Regions from separate parts of the Pangasianodon hypophthalmus genome. Here region 2 is linked to region 1. The links are chromatin contacts, called in public Hi-C maps. All regions are on one chromosome and are shown on one strand. The core of a region is the stretch at or near the end of the contact, and the rest is flanking DNA. Distances in the headings are between cores, read along the strand shown.

What was found. A called contact is a pair of places that touch in the nucleus more often than the background predicts.
Region 2: a Hi-C map of liver and muscle shows a contact between it and region 1, with 6 times the contacts expected there. The contact joins the promoter of cdin1 here to the promoter of meis2a in region 1. A contact is called at or near these places in 2 of 3 Hi-C or Micro-C datasets (liver and muscle and muscle).

The regions. Positions count from the first base shown.
Region 1 is chr10:10,829,785-10,835,851 of fPanHyp1.pri, reverse strand. It overlaps meis2a (Meis homeobox 2a), which reads right to left and starts at 3,757. Exons shown (of 13, transcript XM_034307737.2): 1 at 3,595-3,757; 2 at 1-736.
Region 2 is chr10:10,970,676-10,976,742 of fPanHyp1.pri, reverse strand. cdin1 (CDAN1 interacting nuclease 1) reads left to right here and starts at 2,571. Exons shown (of 12, transcript XM_026934528.3): 1 at 2,571-2,767; 2 at 3,384-3,501. The coding sequence starts at 3,392. It overlaps LOC117598248 (a long non-coding RNA gene), which reads right to left and starts at 2,559. Exons shown (of 4, transcript XR_004578945.2): 1 at 2,422-2,559; 2 at 1,650-1,702.

The DNA.
Region 1 (6,067 bases), core at 2,508-5,007:
TGATTTAGTGGTAAGATTCCCTTTTTTCAACCAACTTCGTGAATTCGCCTATTCTCCAATAGAGTTCAGACCGAGCACAGGCATCGGGAAGAGTTTGGCAATTTTTCTTGTTTTCCTCCTTGCCCCAAAAAAGTAGAAAAAATGTCAAGAAGCAAACTGAAGGTTACAATCGTCCCATCAACAACCTGCATGTAACTAAACTGTCGTGTCTCATGGCTTTTTGCCACTCCGGCTGTCAATCAAAGCCAGAGGTTGTCAAGGTAATGAATGAATGATGGTCGGTGATGATGTTCAAGAGAGGACGAAATCTTTTTAGTCCGTTTTCATCCAGCAACTCCGCGTCTCCTCCACGCCTCCGCTTCGTTTTCTTGTTTTATGAGTGCTGTGAAAAAGGAAGACGGAAAACAGCGACAAAATTAAAAGATTGCCATTGCAGATCTCTCCTTTCCCCGGCAGGTATTCGTCTATGGCGCGGTCTGAGATGAGTGAGTGTCAGCGAGTGTTGGCAGGTTGGCTGCTGGCGCGCTTATAGAACAGAGTGAGTTCACAGCGCTGAGCGGCGCACAGCGGAATGACGGAACCCGGAAGTAGCGCGGCCACAGCCAGTCCCGCGGCGCACACAGAGAACAGACCAAACCCTGCGATACGCAGCGCGCGCACGAGAGGACGGCTTCAACTCCGCACGGGGGGAGCCAAACAACAACAGCACACACACAGTCACAGAGGACTGAAGTATCTGGGAAGAAAAGAAAGAGAGTGAAAAAAAAGCACTCAAACTCGTTTTGCGCGTTAATCTGCATTGCATTTTAGTCGATGTCCACACTTCTTTGGCATCTGGTTAGACTACAGAATAGATATGTCAGATTAACATTAGAAGATTAACATTATAGGCCAAATTCACTTACTGCTTCACTCAGTGCTTTGAAGACAAAATATTTTTATTTTAACGTATTAACAGAAAAAATACTCTGTGCATTTTGACTGCGCAGTTTGTCCTCACTGTTAGGCTATCCAGCAGCTCAAGACTGTACTGAAGAAAATAATGTGAGACATAACTTACAAATCCACCGCAAACTCTGTCCCCTGTGCCGAGTCTATCCTCCAGTTTTCTTCCAAAATAACTTCTGTTTCCCAGTCAATGTAAATGACTTCGCTGTAATGCCTAATATCCAGTTACTCTTCTAAGTATGAGGTATTTGTTTGTTAGGAACATACTGAGCACCCCTTTTTGAGTAAAATGAACTTTCCCAAGCGGGAAAAAAATGTTTTTATAGGGAAAGTGTTTAAATGTGTCTTTCGTCCAATCACATCTCAAGATAGAAATCTGTGCCTTACCTCGGAGTAGTCAATTATCAAAGCGCCCCAAAGATCATCAATCACGAGGCAAGCTTGAAAGTTTAGAGGAGGAGCAATGGCTGGGCCATCGATTGCAATACTGCTGGCCCTTTTCCCTAATGCCAAGCGCTTTTTTTGAGCTCAAAACCCAAAGAGGTCATCCATCCCTTTTTAATATTTAGCCACATCAGTGACAATAGCCTACACACCGCCGCGCGCGTGACATCATCGCCTTATTGATAGGGGCTTTTGCATCTAAGCGGCTACATTTAAAGCTCCGTGACCTGTTTTGTTTCTGAATTAACAATTTCACCGCTTATAGAAGAGAGAGACATAGAGAGAGAGAGAGAGGGAGAGAGGGAGAGAAAGAGAGAGAGAGAGAAAGAGAGATACCCGCTCATCTAGGAGTGTAGGATGAATTCAGTTTGCAACCGTCAATAAAATGCTATAAAGACGCGTCAGTTGTGTGGGTTTCATTTGCTGTGGGACTGCCAGTGAGCTAAGTTTGCAGAATGTTCTCGACAAAAACTAAAATGTTTGTGATGTAAAGATGAGAGAAGCGCAAGGGGAAAAGTGGAAGCCGGTCGGCTGTGCGGATCTCATGCGATAGAAAGAGGGAAACTCCAGCGGCCAGCTCTCTCCCTCCACACCGCGAGCAGAGCAGTGCAGCGCACACAGCGGGCAGCATGCCGACTCCCACTCTCTCCTCACTCTCTCACACACGCCTGTCGGGCTTTTCCCGGACAAACATTTGGTGAGTGCATATCCCTTCTCTTCACTAATGCTAGTGTACAGCAGCAGGAAAGCGTGAGATTAAGGTGGGAAAATGCGATCTGCGAGTTAAATGCCAGGTGAGGAGAGCCCAGTCACAGCGCTGTTTATTTGCTAAACTATTTAAATCCTACTTACATGACATGGGAGCCTGCAGAACATTTGGATTGGGATGCTTGCTGATTTGAGTCCATCGTGTAATAGATGGAACTGTTACTTAAATTATTTTCAGGCGTTTACAGATATTACAAATATTGCGCACAATATTTTCCTCTAAATAGAAAATATAGATGTAGAATGTAGAAAATATGTATGTGGTAATTATATTAACCTATTAACAATTTGTTTATAACTTCTCCAATTCGTTTACTGGCACTAATTAAGATGAAACTATACAAGCAATTTTAACTTCATATAATAAAAAATCAACTGGGTCAAATTGATAATAATACTTCTAAACAATAGCTAAAATTTTCTCAAAAATCAAGGATAAAAGTGATGAGTTTTCCTTAGAGGCTTAGACAAATATAGCCTCTTAATTGCTATAATTGCCATAGTGTTGCAATGTGAGCTTTTAAGATTGAAACACGTCTTAACTTTTTTTTTTTAAGAGAGAGATTACCACGAAATTGTTATTCAGGCTGTTTAGGGATACAGTAGAGTCAACCACTTGAGAGAGCTAAAACAAACATGCGCAGTTTGACGGGAAAACATGCAGATTGTACGCCTGCAGAAGAGGACATTAACGGGCGGTAAATGTTCATCTCGTGGTGTCAGATTGAGGTCAGTTTAGGGTTAAAGCTATCGGTGTCCGTGTGGAACATGGCCAGCTGCGTTTGGATTCATTAGGGGGCATGGGATCCATTTCAAGCAAAACAGTGAGACAATCACGAGCCTACGGAACCGCTCATATCCTGCATGTGTTCTCTATTCTAACAAACAACTGTACTGCTCAATGAGCCTCAAAGTCCCAGCAGCACTCTCATATTTTAAACTTCGATTTTTAAACTTTTCCAGTCACATCAATTATATGATTGAACTTTTGCGCATAAATATAGGCCAGTCAAAACGCTGGGGTGTGTTAATATGCAAAGAGTGTGTTCAGTGGAATAAAGCTTAACTTCGGATATTATAGATGTAAAATTATGTAATTCTTTTGAACACATTCAAATATAATATTAGCCTTTTATTTGCTAATCTGTAGTGTTTTAATATGTGGATAATACAAAGAGATTAACCGAGATTACCCCCCTGCCCATTTATATATATATATATATATATATATATATATATATATATATATATATATATATATATATATATATATATATATATGAGACACATATAACACACACACACACAGACAGTGATGTCATTATCACTAGAGTGATGACAAAAATATTTATAAACTATCAACAAAGTTCATCATTTTATTAAGATTCTTTTTATTTATTGTTTAAGTTTATATCATGCAATAATCTAAATTACCTCATCAAGTTGAACTTTCTCTGACCTCAAGTGAAATGTGGCTCGTTTCTCTGCAAGTAGACTGTGCAACTCAAATACTTGTAAAAGTTTCGCGGCTAACTGTAAATTCTTCAGCCTGAATGGAGTATTTTCCTTTTGCTCGTAGTGCATGGATTGGTAAAGTGTGTGTGTGTGTGTGTATGTGTGTGTGTGTGTGTGTGTTGGGGTGGGGGCGCAAACTGTAACCTAGGCATTCCCATGGAAATGTTAAAGATCTTTTTGTGTCTTTTGCCTGGCCTGCTGTGGAAAATATGCGACTCGTTAGCGCCATCTGGCGGCTCGCAGCGGCCTCCAGTTCCCCAACTGTTTTATTTGCAGACGCTTAAAATCAGAGTTTAATCAATTTCTTTATAATGCATCCCAGTCCAGACAAAGACGATAAAATCATACAAAATAAAATAATACAATTAATAATAAAATAATGAAAATAAAATCAAAATAAAAAAATTATCGTTTTTCACTGTTCAAGGGATATTGCAATAATAGATATATAAATGATTATCACGAAGAGTTCCCAAAATAATTATATGTTGGGCTAAAAATGCGTTTTTCGTTTGATATTTCGTGCAATAAAAATGTACAATAACTGCTGCGAGGCAAAGATTGCGGGGTTTTAGTTATTCAGCAAGAAAACGAAGTGAATAATCAAAACTTCTGCAAGAAACCTTAAAATTCTCTTTTACGGAAATACTGAGTGTAACAGCACGAGCGCAATGTTCTGAACCTATAACAGAATTTTACACTTCCATTTGGAAAAGTATAAATTTGATTTATGTAAAAAAAAAAAAAGAAGTAAATATTTTTGTAAATGTTTTACACTAAAGTGCGCACAAAATGACAAGCCGTATTATTATTATTATTATTATTATTATTATTATTAGTTATTATTATTATGATTATTACTATAACAAAACTGGATTATTATTATTATTATTATTATTATTATTATTATTATTATTAAATAATTAAGTACATTGCGCTGTTTCGTTGCAAGGTAAAAACATTCCTGACTTTTCCTCAGGTTTGTAATATTTCTTTCCTAATCAAAATGAGCTAAATTCTCGCGGCGAGAAGCAAAAATTGATTTAAATTAGGCTACGCTTAGTGAATTTCTATAAAGCGCTTTAAACCGTTTAATGGATTACATTTATTTGGTCCTTAGGGTTCAGAACAAATGGCAAGCAAACGAACTTTAGTGAAATTGGCGATAATCTCACACAATCAGCTTTGCTTTGAAAATATGAAGTTCATTTTGTGATTTTAGGACATTAGTGATTTTGATATAGGTGATTAGCGCACGTCGGTCAGTTATGTGCGATATAATAAGTTTTTGTTATAGCTGAATCATCTGTAAATAAATGTTAGCTGATTTGTGGAAACAAGTGGCTATAAAAGTCGTTATTGGGCAGGATGGACCATTATCAGGCTTTTTCTCTGAGCGCATTCCCTCTTTACTGCGTGTAATTGGCCGGAGTGTGTGAGCGGGGTCGAGATAGAGAGCACATCACAGCGGTGACCCTTTCTGTCGCCCAGCATTTACTGAGCTAACGGTGTTTAAAGCAGTAATATCAGTCCGCTTTTATTACACAGCACCTTGCTCCTTATCTAGCCCACATTTGAGCTGAGCAGCGCATCGGTGACCTTAATGCGCATTTCTGCGTCAGGAAGCCGGCGCGGTGAAGTGTTCCTCCCCTGCTGATCAGAGCAAAACACTGATCCCGTGTGGATTTAAAGCCTTTTCATCAGCGGCTCAGTGCGCTGTTAACTGCGCTCTCCTCTTACACTCGAAATGGACACTACTGAAATTAGATTTTTGCTTTTCGAAATACGAGCCATAATAACCATAATTTTCAGTGCGTGCACGTGAGGATCCACTCTGCAATATTATCTCCTCTCTTAGACAGTGTGTGTGTGTGTGTGTTGTGTGGGACTCCTGTGTGTGCTGCAGTCTTTAGTTTAAATAGAACATATATATATATATATATATATATATATATATATATATATATATATATATATATATATATATATATATGTTTCCAACCCTCAGGAAAACATGAAGCATGAGCTAACCGTGTGTTAAACAGGATGTGTCTCTTACTTATTCCAAAATGTACTCTAAGATAGTTTATGTTCACTATTAATTCCACAGTATGTCCACTGTAAATTCAGTACCAAAATGCCTGCAGTATATATTGAATATACTGAGTTGTATGTATCTCTGTACATTCCTGACTGAAATAAACATGTATATTTGCAGAATAAACATGCAAAATGTTACTTAAAAAATAAAGTAGTTCCAAAAATATTTTCCTTGTATGTTTTTTTTTAAAAAAATAAAATATTATTCAAAAGGAGAGAAACAAATCACAAACCAGGTGACTGAAATTTATTACATGTTCGACTAACTTTTCCCCTTTACAATTGCCAACTC
Region 2 (6,067 bases), core at 1,322-3,821, 140 kb before region 1:
AAATTTCTTCATAATACACATGTTTTTTGAGGCAATTTACAACAAGGGAGGAGGCCATTGTGAGCACAATTACGTTTAATTACTTGCCATCTAATTAGCTTCATTAAATGCTAATAAAATAAATGAAAAAAAAAACCCTCTGCTTTAAAATGCTGCGCCAAACGCACATCTTGTACTTTATGGTGTAAATTATTGCTATGAAATTTCATGGGGTGGTTGTGTGTTAATGATACCTTTTTCCAATAATCTGATGCTTTGCTAATATTTGGGTTATAGCTTATGGGGTGTTAAAGTCAGAATTTCAAAACTAAGAATGTATGAGAGAATAAACAGAACTTTATGTAATATTAAGTTAGCCAAAAGATATAATATTTACGGAAACTGCTGGGAGAATTACGAAATACGTAAATAAATACACAGGACTAAGGACTACATGTATTAATATTTTTAAATATATCTAAATTAGTAATAGTGTAAATAATATAAATAACCTGATGAGCAGGATTATATTTTTGTGCAACCTAAAAACACACACACAAAGAAACTGCACAAAGCAGGAGCCTTGCACCTCTCATGCAGGAGTGAATATAATTGCATCCCAGACGTTAAGGTATAGGGGTGCCATTAGAAGCGCAGTGCTTAGCACTACAATAGTGTGCCGAGTGCCGAGGAGCAGAGATCAGTGGAGCGTCTCTTGGATATCACAGGGAAACATCCTTTGCAAATTCATCTCCCACTGTGTGCAGGCTTCACAGCTGGTTAACGGCACTGTGTGTACCACTGGCCTGTTTACATGTCGCCTCTCTCTTTTTCTTTCTCTCTCCTCCGCCTCCTCCTCCTCCCAGCAGCCTTACACACACCACAGCCTCTCCGGCCAGCTTGCACCCAAACCCAGCACCTCTGATCCCTGCTTTTAGAGCCATTACAACGCTTTGATTTTATCTTTTTTTTTTCAAACCGCCCCACTACACTGATCCTTTTATGCCTATTACACAGACCGCTTCCCCGACCTCTGATTCTCTGATACCTGAAAGAGGAAACAGACGCAGTCCTGCCTGACCTCAGCCTTTTATATCCACCGACACTAATACTGCCTTAACATCCTAGATATTTATCTGCTTTGCTCAGACCGAAAGCAGACAGTCCTGACCGTCACCACACACACACGGCATGACGTGTCTACATTCAGGAACGGCATGCCTAAAGCACCTCATGCTGTCGTTGAATGCTGTATGAGTTAGAACAATAAGTTATATCAATGAGCTGTTAATGAGTTATAACAATTATAAAATATAAGGCATACAAGATTTTTATTTTACGTTTGGCTGAGGAATGTCTACCTATACATCGGATGCTGATTAAACCAAATTATAGGCTCAACTGTCTCAAGTACCCTGGTAAAATCATAAAAGAAAGAAAGAAAGAAAGCTATGAAGCCTTGTACTACCAGGACTGAGGGAGTTTTTTTCTTCTGAATCATTTAATTTCAATGCATTTACCTATCCAAGACAATGAATTTATTTATAAATAATTATTATAATTACAGGAAATAAAGTTGCTAAATATACATTCATTATGTTTCAGAAATTCTACAAAAATCTATTAGTGTTAGAGAGCAGAACTGAGAAGTACAATAGTCATTTCCTTACCTGTATCACTCATGTTGTAGTAAACTGGATCTCTGGAGTCTGAGGAATTCAGTCTAAAGACAAAAATATATTAGTGTAATATATAAAGGTAAAGATATTGTAAAGAAAATAACGTAATTGTAAAAGTACTAATACAAAAAAAAAGGATTTATGACAACACCAACCTTAAAATAAAAGCAACTCTATGCTTAATTACTGCAGGCTTTCACAGCTTTGTCATTTCACAATGTTATGAATTAAATATTTGTTTCACAAGACTGAATTTAAAAAATAGAGAAAACTAGTGATTTAAACATTAAATTTTTTTCCTGCTCATAAACCACCATATTGTTTACTGATATACTAGCTGTATTAAAATCACTAAGCCACATTACCTATACAAAGCATTTCTACACATTAGCATTGATTTCTATTATTGAGCCTAAACTCTGACATGATGCCTATAGGCAGGTAAATATTGCACAGTGCATGACATTATTTCATTATGGTGATTTTATAAAAGGATTCTGTAATCAGCAGAAATTACATTATATTCCTATGTCGAATATTAGTCCATGTTTAATAATTCTGTCCACATAATAAGGTTAAAATCTGCAAATATTTTGCTAGCTATTTCAACCTTATTATTTGCATATATTCTGAGTTAATTTCCTTTCTCACAGAGAAGCAAAATGTATCATGCATATATTTAGGAACGTAATGCATATAAGCTATATTACTTAATAAAAAAGAAAAAAAAGAAAAGAAAAAGAAAAAAATCTGCAAACTTTACCTGCTATTACCTCTCGAGGGAGGATTCTCAGCACTCCGCCCATTTTACTGAGCTTTATTACAGAGTAGTGTTTCTGACGAATCAGCTTCGACTTTACTCAATCCCCACAGGCCCAGCCAATCAGAAACGCGATTTTTTTCACGCCCGCCTTTCAACTCTTTCGCGGGAGCTATCCAGGAAGTATTTCAATATCCTTCAGCAGTGAAGATTTATGTGCTTTAAATTGTCTTTTGGATAACAAATGACCAGGAGCCGCTGATATATGTTTTTCCCGTGCTGTTGTTGAAGGTGTACGGAGGTTTAAGCGAGTGTTTTTTGCTCGCTGTGGTCTTACCGAGAAGGAAGAGTGAGTTAGCAGTTTGGGGCGGTGTCTCAAACGAGTTCCTATTGGATGTGCAGCGTGCTAGATAGTGTCTGTAGCTGCCTGTTTCTATACCCTATATAGTACACCTGTAGAGGGTGTAGAGGGGTATTTGGAATTCAGCTGTTGTGTTCTTCGCTAATGTGCTAGGCTGTGCTGTGTATTGATTTACCAAATGAAATGATGCACATACAGATAAACTAACCGATAATCGCTGTTTATTCATATCAGTTTTAACATAATTATATGAATAATGTGTGTAATATGAAAGCTGTGCAGTGCGAGTGTAAGCTGTGCTTATTTCTCCCACACAGAGCTGTCACTAGTCAACAGTAAATCTGAAAGATGGGGTATATATGCAGTATAAAGTGGACTATATTCAGCATCATCTTAACACACATTGCTGAGACAATCTGCTTTAAATTCATTGATTTCATTGACACACTGTTAGTAGATGAATTAGGCTCCTACAGTAATACAGCACTGTATAAATATACCCCAGGGATAGCATTATCAATATATGTGGTACTTATTGCTGTAATATCATACTTGCAATCCAACACAAGTCTTGAACATTCTCTTCCTCTCTTTCCCTCTAAAGGTGGATAGATGAGTAAAATGAAGCTCTGCAGAGCAGAATACAGAGTAATCGCAAAGTTCACTGAACAGCTTCGGCCTACAAGGCAGTGTATGAAGATGCTGAAGGACCGATTCCCCGAGTAAGTGTACAAGTCCCCTTGCACTCCATAATCACTTACAGCTACATGACCATTCAACTGATGGTCATGATTCAACAGCAACTGATTTATCCTGGTCATGGTTGGGGTGGATCCGGAGTCTGTCCCGGGAACACTGGGAGTAAGGCAGGGACATGCTTTGACATTGCAGAGCACTGTGTACGCACCCATTCACACACTTATTCACACTTAGCATAGCCAGTCCACCTACTGGCATGGTTTTGGTAGGTAGGAGGAAACCAGCGAACCCAGAGGAAACCCTCACAGACATGGGGAGAACATGAAAGACTCCACACAGACAGTAACCAGAGCTTAGGATTGAACCGGAGAGCCTGGAGCTGTGAGGCAGCAACGTTCAAACCTACAAGGCAATTTCTGATTTCTTTTATTTATTTTTCTATTATAAATTTTTCATTATCCTTCTAGTTGCACCATCAGTGCAGTTATGTATAGCTTGTATAGCCTGCACAAATCAACGTAATCACATGAGTAACATGTACGAATTAAAAAAAACAAGGTCAATGTGAATAAAGCCATAACAAAAAGATATGAAGTCTAACCCCGACTTTAACCTTTGTATCTTTTTAAATGCAGTTTCAGCTGTGTTGTAAGACAGTGTCAGCCCAGATGGTGAACATGCATAAATTCACCGTATAAAACATTTCCTTTTAGTCTTTCAGGACAGAATATTTATGCTGTTTAAGTCTGAGATTTCCATCAGCTTCTTCTTGACTGAGATTAATAGTGCAATGAGGTTGTGATGTCATCCTTTTTAATCCTTTTTGTCATTGAAGAGCATCGTCCTGATTCTAACGCTGTCTGTGTGTGTACAGAAATTTGGCTGTTTTTTTAAATGATGTCTTTTAAATCACTGTACATGAAACATTTTATAAGGGTGTTGGTGCCACTCGAAGAGCGAATTTGTAGGTTCGTATAAACCGGAGATAGGTTTTTGTAAATGTTCTTGATGGGCTGTGTCTGCAACATGCTCAGACTTCCTGTAGCTTTGGAAAAAGTCATTCTGCACCAAGATGACACTGACCAGCTGTTTGGTGAAGGTAAAACATTCTTTCGTTTGATGACAACCATGTCCATTAGCTCATACACCATTTGGTGTATCTGTGTAGTGTCTTGGTTGTTTTGTGTGTTCTTTTGATGCTGTGAACTTTACACACAGATAAGCCTCTGAGACTCAAACATCTTCCACTGGTGGAGATGGATGATGGAAGATCGATCTTGTCTGATGAACGTGTGTCAATGCCTCACTGTAAACCACGCAGTAGTATTATTTGCTAAAACGGATTCGCTGTAGAAGGCATACTACTTATTCTCTAACACTCATATAAAGCTAGTAATCATGATGATCAATAGATGCTGGTTTTTAGTTTTTTTTGTTTTTTTCTTTTTTTTGGGGACTGAAAGAGAAATAGATAAACATAGGAAATAAACCCTATATTACTACAGTGGATTAAACCTGATACTGCTTTAAAAAGTTAATATGAAGTGTGTCTTTGAGGTCCTGACTTCTGGTTACGGAACAGTGTTCAGATTCTGTGCATGTTTTCCTCATGTCCCTATGGGTTTATAGAGTGCATCAGTGACTCTAAATTGCCCCTAAATGTAAATGAATGTGTGAATATGTGTGTTTGTGCATGATGCCCTGTGATGAACTGGTTTCCAATCCTGGGTGTATTCCTGTCTCTCAGATCCACCACGGCCCTCACCAGAATAAAGAAATTATTGAAGATGAATGAATGACTAAATATTTGAGTAAAATAATTTTTACTAATTAATTATTTTAACAGTAAATTTTTTTTGTCTTACTACCTTCAAAAGGCAGAAACTTGTTTTGTGAATGTAATTATAAACTGGAAAAAAGTACACTCTGTCTTTCTTTAATAAATAATTAGTGTTGGAAAATTTCTGTGGTGTAAGAGCAATAAAACATGCGACATGCCGTTTGTGTCGGGCCACATCACATCACATCACACCGTCATTGATTATTTTCCCATAACAGCACACACACTATCGTGTTTTATTCCTTACTTAGCGGTACTTCATTCAAGCCCTAAAAAATAAGCATGAACATTTGAAGGATTTAAGGCTTAATTGACTATAATTTAGTGGTTGGTGATGCTTATTTTCCAGCTAAGTATATTTAAAAGTGGCAAGAAGGTAAGAGCTTTCACTTCAAATCCAAAACCAGAGCGTTTAGGATAATCGCTGAAGTTGTTGCACTATGTCATTTTGATGAATGTGCTGCGCAGTCCAGTGAGAGTTTAGCTGCCATTCACTTACTGATTTTGGGTACAGGGGAGCATTCGCTCTTAAATTCTCGTCTAGACTACCACAGTTCAGAAAAACAGACGGCTAGGTTGCAGATTGCCTTAGCTTAGCCATTAACATTTTATAGACTCACCAACTGGATGCATCTGCTTCTGACATCACTGTATTATCAGTAACTAGTTTAATTGACTTCATATGCAAAATATGACTGAATCTGAATGTTGTACTGTTTTTACTATTTATGATTAATTAAACAATTATT